Regions from separate parts of the Gossypium hirsutum genome. Here region 2 is linked to region 1. The links are chromatin contacts, called in public Hi-C maps. All regions are on one chromosome and are shown on one strand. Each heading gives the region's core, a stretch centred on a gene start, on an enhancer-like site or on the middle of the called end of the contact. The rest is flanking DNA. Distances are from core to core; before and after follow the strand shown.

What was found. A called contact is a pair of places that touch in the nucleus more often than the background predicts.
Region 2: a Hi-C map of fibers shows a contact between it and region 1, with 2.2 times the contacts expected there. The contact joins the promoter of LOC107947342 here to the promoter of LOC107947309 in region 1. A contact is called at or near these places in 2 of 34 Hi-C or Micro-C datasets (fibers and leaf).

The regions. Positions count from the first base shown.
Region 1 is chrA01:107,719,666-107,723,642 of Gossypium_hirsutum_v2.1, forward strand. LOC107947309 (solute carrier family 40 member 2) reads left to right here and starts at 2,109. Exons shown (of 9, transcript XM_016881922.2): 1 at 2,109-2,191. LOC107947320 (dnaJ homolog subfamily C member 17) reads left to right here. Exons shown (of 7, transcript XR_005926735.1): 3 at 1-53; 4 at 648-1,321; 5 at 1,401-1,580; 6 at 2,006-2,191; 7 at 2,474-2,951.
Region 2 is chrA01:107,859,541-107,863,524 of Gossypium_hirsutum_v2.1, forward strand. LOC107947342 (hippocampus abundant transcript-like protein 1) reads left to right here and starts at 1,991. Exons shown (of 14, transcript XM_016881984.2): 1 at 1,991-2,268; 2 at 3,223-3,334; 3 at 3,902-3,984. The coding sequence starts at 2,101.

The DNA of each region.
Region 1 (3,977 bases), core at 859-3,358:
GCGCAAGTTGTCTCCTGCCTTCTAGTTTTCGACAGAGCAGGGAATTAAATAAGGTAATTTTTGAAACCCTAAACCTAACTTGAACATTCTACTTCAATCATGAAATTTGTCTCTGCCTCTGCATCATTTTTTATATTCAATTTTCTGTTTTAGATCCTACTGCTTGTTACTCTGTCTCATCTCGTGCACTATTTGTTGAGAGGGAGAATTTTTTTTAAAGCTATCTGATTAGCTGAAATGGTAAACCGTAATTGCTTCTATTTTCCCTTACCCTGCTATTTGCGGCATCAATCCGCTGCTATTGATGTGAAATTTGTTCACATTGCTATTGAGGTCTTTAGTGGTTACGGTTTGTGCTGCTACTGCAGATTAGCAGCCGTGACAGTTACACCATTGCTATTTTTAACCTTGAATGGTGATTTGATTTGTATTTTTTAATTAGATTTGGCTGCTCTTTGAAACTTTGATTACTGTTTTGGTTTGTGTTTCTTTTTGATTAATTAGATTCAGCTGCTATTCAAAACCCTGAATACTGAGTTTATTTGTATTTCTTCCTAAATACTGATTTGATTTGTATTTGTTTCAGCTGCTATTTGGAATCCTGAATCCTGAATCCTGAATCCTTATTTTTATTTTGTTTTAATTAGATTCAGCTATGGACGATGACCATTACAACGTCCTGGGTTTGCCTTCCGGCGAGGAAGGAGCTAATTTGACTCAAAAAGAAATTACCAAGGCTTACAGAGAAAAAGCCCGTGATCTTCATCCTGATAAACGAAAAGATGACCCAAATGCTCATGAGAACTTCATAAAGCTCAAATCCTCATACGAAATTTTGGTTGATGAAAAAGCCCGAAAGCTCTTTGATGATCTCCTCCGGGTGAAACGGGAGCAGCAACGTCGTTTTGCACAGCAAGACTCAAAGCGACGAAAAATGATGTCAGATTTGGAAGATAGGGAACGTGCTTCATTTGCAGCAGATCCTGCCATGAAGGCTAAAGAGGAAGAGGAGAGAATTGCTAGGAAATTGAAAGAGGAGATTGCAAGGATACGTGCAATGCAAGCAAATAAAGGTGCAAGTATGGGGACGGGCTCAGGTCAAGAAAAGGTGGGGAGAGAAGGGAACCGTGGGGCTGGGGGCCATGTGGGAGTGGATAAAGAGAGAGTTTTAAAGGTTTCTTGGGAAAAAATTGGCGAAGGTTATACAGCGGAGAAGTTAAGGGAACTGTTTTCTAGGTTTGGCGAAGTTGAAGATATTGTAGTGAACAGTTCAAAGAAAAAGGGGTCTGCGCTTGTTGTCATGGCTACAAAACATGCAGTTGTAAGTGAAGTTTTTTTGTGTGATTTTATGCATTTTTTTGTTTATTTGCTATAACTTATTTGGCTTTTTTTCTTTGCAGGATTCTGCTACAGGCAGTGTTAGTGGGAATCTAGATAATCCATTGTTAGTTGTGCCTCTTAAACCCTCTGTTGCAGAGTTTCCAGCCCCCAAGAAGGAAGAGCAAAGTGATCGATTGAATAATTTGGTTGGAGCTGGTTACCAAGCTTTTGAAGATGCTGTTTTAAATAAACTGACAAAGGTATGACCTTGCTGGCATATATCGTACAGCCAATTCTGTGAGCTAAATTTTGTCTAGTAATTAGATCCAGAATATTTAACTTGATGTGCCATTTCTTCCTGGTCCAGAATCTCAGACTTTGGCCTTTTTTCCCCATTGTTGAGTATGTCGGGAGTCATGAATGAAGTTTGAGATACACATTAGCTGTTAAATCTGGTTGAAAGTAATTATAGAATGGAAAGAAAGCTATGCATTATTATCTGTTAGAATTTGATCTAGCTGTTCCACATTTTTAAGATGTTATTAGAATTGCATCTGCCAAGCATTAGTGTTCGTAGAACTCTGTTATATCTTGTTAAATGCATCTTTTCCTACTTTTGTAATTTGAATTTGCACCATGTGTTTTTATATTTGATCACTTTTCCTCGACATTTATTATTGACCAGGCTGCCGAAAAACAGCAAAAATGATGACAAAAAGGTCTTAGGAGCAGATTGCAAATGCATCAGTGGCATTTTATCCACAGATGTTTTGCCAAACATGTCCTAAGTTCGGGATTGAATTTCAGCTTTCTGAAGTTTACCTTTTAAGAAGAGAGATGAACCATTCGGGTTAAAGACACAAGTTCTTATGTATGTAAATTCTATCTTCGTTTATTAATGCTCAATACTTCAAACTATTTGATCTGTAATTTGCATAAGTAGAAAATTCTTCTTACAATCCCATGCCATTTGGAAATCCCTTTTTTCATAGTTTATGTGCTTCATATTAATTTTTAATACATGTTATTTGAATGCTACATTTTCTCTGTTTGTATCTGACATATATTAGACATGAATAGAAACATATGAAAATAAAATTAAACAAATACATTTTTGCATCATTTTGTTTGGTTTGGGTTTGCAACTGAGTAGGATGAAACCAAGGGTTATGTGAAGCAACCATGGGATATGGGGCTGATTTTGAGCGTTTCCTTGTTGCCCCATGCTTGGTCAAATGAAGGAAAAGTGGGCATCTCGATGATGGGAGGCTCAGGCTGTTCTTTTTGGGGTTGGGTGGTTGGTTAAGATGCAGCCATGCTGGTCAATTTTGGTGAGGTGGAGAGTGACCCAAAGCTTCTTGCAGGCAGTGATTCAACAATATCATCGATTTCCTTGTGTTCATAGAGATTTCTTTTACTCGTACTATAAACTGGAAACAAACCTGCCCTTATTTAGCAGGCTTTGCCGTAGGTGATGGTAACGCCGTGCGGTACCAAGAGTTCACCAAATCGTATTAGTTAATGGCTTTGCAATGATTTTACAAAATGGTACATTTCTTTTTTTCATTTTTGCGGACTAAATTTGTAACAAGGTATTTTTTTTTAAATAAAAAATTTCATACATGGTATCACATTATAGCCTTCTTGTAATATAGGGTGTAATTGTAATTTAATTACAGCTCATGTCTTAGGAAACTTTAGATTATGGGTATAATTTTAAATTTTAAATTTTAAATTAATTTGTTTTTGTTTTTATTATTTTAATTTCTTTTAAATAAAGATTAAGACTAATTAAAGTTTTTTTAATAGTGAACTAGTAGATATCATACATTACAATTATAATAATTATATCTTATTTAATATTTTTTTTATTAATATATTAATTATGGTTATAATCATTATTATAATTAGTGGTATAATCTTTTTTCATGAATTATTATAATTATGATTTATAAATTTATTTTAACCGAATAAATTTACTTATTAAATATAGGTTGTAATAAAAAAGAAGAATTATAATAATTTATTATAATTTTTTAGAATATCAAAGAAACTAAACTTATTAAAAAAATAAATTTTATAACAAAAACAATTGAGTAAAACGTGCTTCTATTTAATCTTAGATTTCATCGATTAAACATATTAATTTTATATTCCAACCAAATAAATCAAATAAGTTAACATCAAATTAAGGTTGCGAAGAAGACTTGTCTCCAACTCCTCATCAAAAAAGAGATCTGTCAAACCAATGCATGATGGTCTGATACGTTTCAAAATCAAAAAAAAAAAAAGAAGAGATTTAGTGGATCAAATAGAGATACCATTGACGAAAGCCCTTTAAATATTGCAAGGAGGAGATTAATGGAAAATGTTTCACCAAGCAAGGCGGTGGCTGGCGATCAGCCCCACTAAGAGCAATGAAAATATTATGCTGGAACTGTCGTGAGATTGGGAACCCTGCGACAGTTTGTAAGCTTAGGCAACTTTTAGTTGCCAATGATCCTGACATTATTTTTCTTTGTGAAACAAAAACCCATACTAACAAAATGGCTTCTATTCGCAGCAAATGCAGGGAGGAGGGGTGCTTGGTTGTTAATGCTATTGGTCAAAGTGGTGGACTTGCCATGATGTGGAAAGATGGCATAAAGGTTTAAATA
Region 2 (3,984 bases), core at 741-3,240, 140 kb after region 1:
ATAAATTGTAATGAGCTGTAAATGAAATTTGGGCTTTGTACATGGACTATAATAAATAAACATTTATTTATTTATTTTTTATTCTTGGTTTTAAAGCCCGGGCAGAAATGGGCTACTACAATAACGACCATAAAAAATGCACAAATAAAAGAGTATGAACAATTTAAATTTTAAGCGTAAAAAAAAAATAAAGAAGTAATAAATAAATAAATAAATAAATAAATAAATAATAAAATAATTTGTAGAAAGGTTGAAATTAAATAAACAGAGGATTTAATTGAAATTTAAATGAAATTAGGGAGTATGAATTGTAAATAATAAAAAATAGACTAATAAGGATTAAAATGTAACGCGTTTAAAAAGGACAGAGACCGAATAGGAAAATACCCCCTGTCCTTATACGCACCGTTTCTCAGAAGGACTAAAATATAACGTGCATAAAAGGGTAGGGACCAACTGGAAAATTATTCACAGACCCATTAAACGCACGTTCCTTGGGGGACCAAAATAAAACAAAACTAAAATTATATGGTAAAAGTTTTAAATATATAAAAAAGGACTGGATTGAAAAATAAATAAAAAGCAAAAGGACTAGGGCCGCAATTAACCCCTTTGTCGTGAAAATAATCGGATCCTACCAACTTTCAGGTCGAGTCTTGGGTTTGAGTCTAAAACGATGCCATTTTGGCGTTTGAAAATGAAGCCCAAAACGATGCCTTTTTATGGGGCTATATAAGTGAAAATATTAAGAAAAAAAAATTCATTTTTCTTCGGTTTTAGAAAAAAACTTTTGAACTCTTTTTTTCTCTCGGATCTGTCCCTTATCCGGCCAAGGGCTGCGGCCTGTCCGCTATGGCCATCGGTTTTTGGCAGCGCCGACCACCGCCTCCGGTGGTTGGAAAACCCCCCAACAAACTTTTTAGACCACCTTTTTGAATAGACCACAGATTTAAGGTTTAAAACCCCAAAAACCTAACCGACACTCGGCCGAAGGAAAAGAAATCGAAAGGTTCCACCCTTTTTCGACAAGGCCTTCGACAGAACCCTAAGGGGTTCCTAGATTTCTCAATTCGGAGGAAAATACCCTACGGTGGTGGCAGTAATAGTGATTTTCAAGTAAGTATTTTCTTTTTTTTAAGGTTTCGAAAATAAAAATAAAGTGCTACTTTTTGAAACTTATGTTTTTTTTTTGTATTTCTCCGTGTAAAAAATATTACATTTTGAATATGGCCTTTTAGCCGATTTACATATTATTTTTCTTTTTTTGTTTTGCTATTGTTTATCTACTGTTCATGTGCTGTTCTTGCATTGTTGATCCTGTCTTTTCCCATTCTCTTTTTGCAGGTATCGACGCGGTCAACGAAGGGCACCTTTGCCATTTTGATGTAACAGCAATAGAGGCGTCAGGCCTTGAGCGGCCAACACGCTGACTCGGCATGAGGAGCAGCACTAAGAAAGGACTAGGTTTTTTGTTTTGCTGAAAAAGTGTTTAAGCTATTGGACCACTGAGCCATTAGAATTTTTTTGTTTTGGGTTATTTGAGCCTAATGTAAATGGACTGTTATATTTTAAACTTTTTATTTATTTTTGTTTTATTATTTGTAATCTAGGACTGGATAAAATTAGACAATTACAATCTGCATCCCTCAAATACTAGGAGAATTGACATTTCTCTCATCAAGGAGTACGCAAACCCCCCCTCCCCGTTCTCCCCAAAAAAAAATGGTCTCTTAGTCCTTTTCTTAGACTGTTATGATTTTAAGTTACAAATAAATAAAAATGGATACAGAAATTTTGTATTAATTTACGCCATATCTGCACTTTGATTAAATACATAAGAGAAGTATGAAGTTAGCCTTCTAAATTGTTGAGAAACAAAATTAACAAAACAAAAAAAGGAATGCTTATGTCACAAATTTAATTACCTTAAAAAATATATTTGATATATAGAAATAAATATAGGGGTAACGTGGTCCACATATTTTACGGTAGTTGTATGATTGCTAGTCCCTCTATCTTAGTGGCTAAACTATTTAAGAGATTAGTGTTTTAACACAACAGTTGCTTCCTAAGGAGTTGGAGAGAGAGAAAAAGAGAGAGATGGAGAAGAATCTAACAGCGTTGAGCCATCTTTTCGTCACGGTATTCCTGTCAGGGTTTTCAACTATAATAGTGGCTCCGGCCATCATCGATGTTACTATGTTCGCCCTTTGCCCCGGCACTGATGAATGCTCCCTCGCCATTTACCTCTCTGGTTTCCAACAAGCTGTAGTTTCTTCTTCTTTTTCTTCATCTGTCGCTTTGCTATGTCTTATCATTTCCCTTCTTTTCTACAGTTTAGTTTATTTCATAAAATACCTTTCTTCTGAGATCGATTTGGATTTAATATGATTTTTCTTCAAGCTGTAGTTTTTTTTTTCTTAAACCAAAGTTTTATCTCAGTTGCTTAAGTAAATTAATTATGGGTAATTTACACCAACAGTCACTCAATTTTGATGTCTGCTTTCAATTCAGTCACTCTACTTTCAATTATGAGTGACTGTTGGTGTAATTTACCCATTAATTAATGATAGGGGTAATAAATGTTGAGAAGTATACACCAAGCAAGTTTCTTTGGTTGAGTTGTCATTTCTTACTTATTTTTCATATTGGCCGACTTTCAGTTTTGCATGGTTTTCATGGAGTTGATACTTAAGATCCTTCCAATGTCATTTTGGACATTTGAAGCCTTTTCTTTTTCTTTTTGATGATATACATATGTGGTTCATATTGCAGACAAGATATCATTAATCCAAGACATTAGCTTTTATGATGAACAAAAAGAAAAGATATTAGCTTTATGGCCCCCCTTTGTTGCGTAAACTTTAATAGAAATAAGGCGACGTCCTAATTTAGACAAAAGGGTGGTCATTCAATCTTAACATGTCGCCTTCTTGTACCAATTCAACTTTTTTTTTTTTTGGATAAAATTCCACTACTTACTCCCATTTTTCTTAGGATTTGACTTGGACAGTATACAATAATTTGCGTCTAAAAATGCGTTTGAAAATTTCAAAATTTGTTTCAATTAAGTCACGGGTATAGTAGCAAAAGACTTATTAATTTTGATATCTGATTTTTGAGTTCAAATATTTTCCTTTATCAAAAGAAAGCTTTCTAAAATCATGAACCGATTTGATTCCGAGTATTTTGATGTTGGTAATTGAGTTGAGATTGATGCAGATCATAGGACTAGGGACGGCCTTGATGATGCCAATTATTGGGAATCTATCGGATCAGTATGGAAGAAAAGCTCTACTTACATTGCCTATGACATTATCCATTATTCCCCTTGGTATGTATGTACATATAATATATATGATATGAACATAGATTTCACAGCTTTCATTGTCTCAACACTGCCCTCATGGGGTCACTATCTATGTGCCAAAGTTCCTAACGCATGCGTGTGTTGTGTGGCTTTGATGTGTCACCTTTTCATGTCTTTGTTTACATCTTTGAATTGGCTTATAGGGTGTCATTGTCCGACTTTGGGTCTGCTAGGTTTTATTATTCAAAGCTTGCTTTTAACTTGACATTCAAAAATTTAATTTGGTTGTATCTGTTGGATCGAGTGGTCTATTAAATAAAGTCTGAGTTGGAGTCTTATAGATAAAAATAACAATGTTAGGAAAGCTTTGTACTTATGGAAGGGTCTGAATCAACTTGACTCCACATCAAACCAAAAAATTGAGTTTGGGTCCTTTACACTTCTCATGTACGTATAAACCAACTTAATACCAATAAGTGGTTCATATCATGATGCTAGTGTTGTGAGTTCTGCTTTTCTTTTGATTTTTTCATTAATAACATTGCAAAGGTTAATATGTTTTTCAACTTATATGACTATCTTCTTATACAGCTATATTGGCATGCAACAGAACGACCAATTATTTTTACGCCTACTTTGCCTTCAAGACCCTCACTGACATGGTCTGTCAAGGC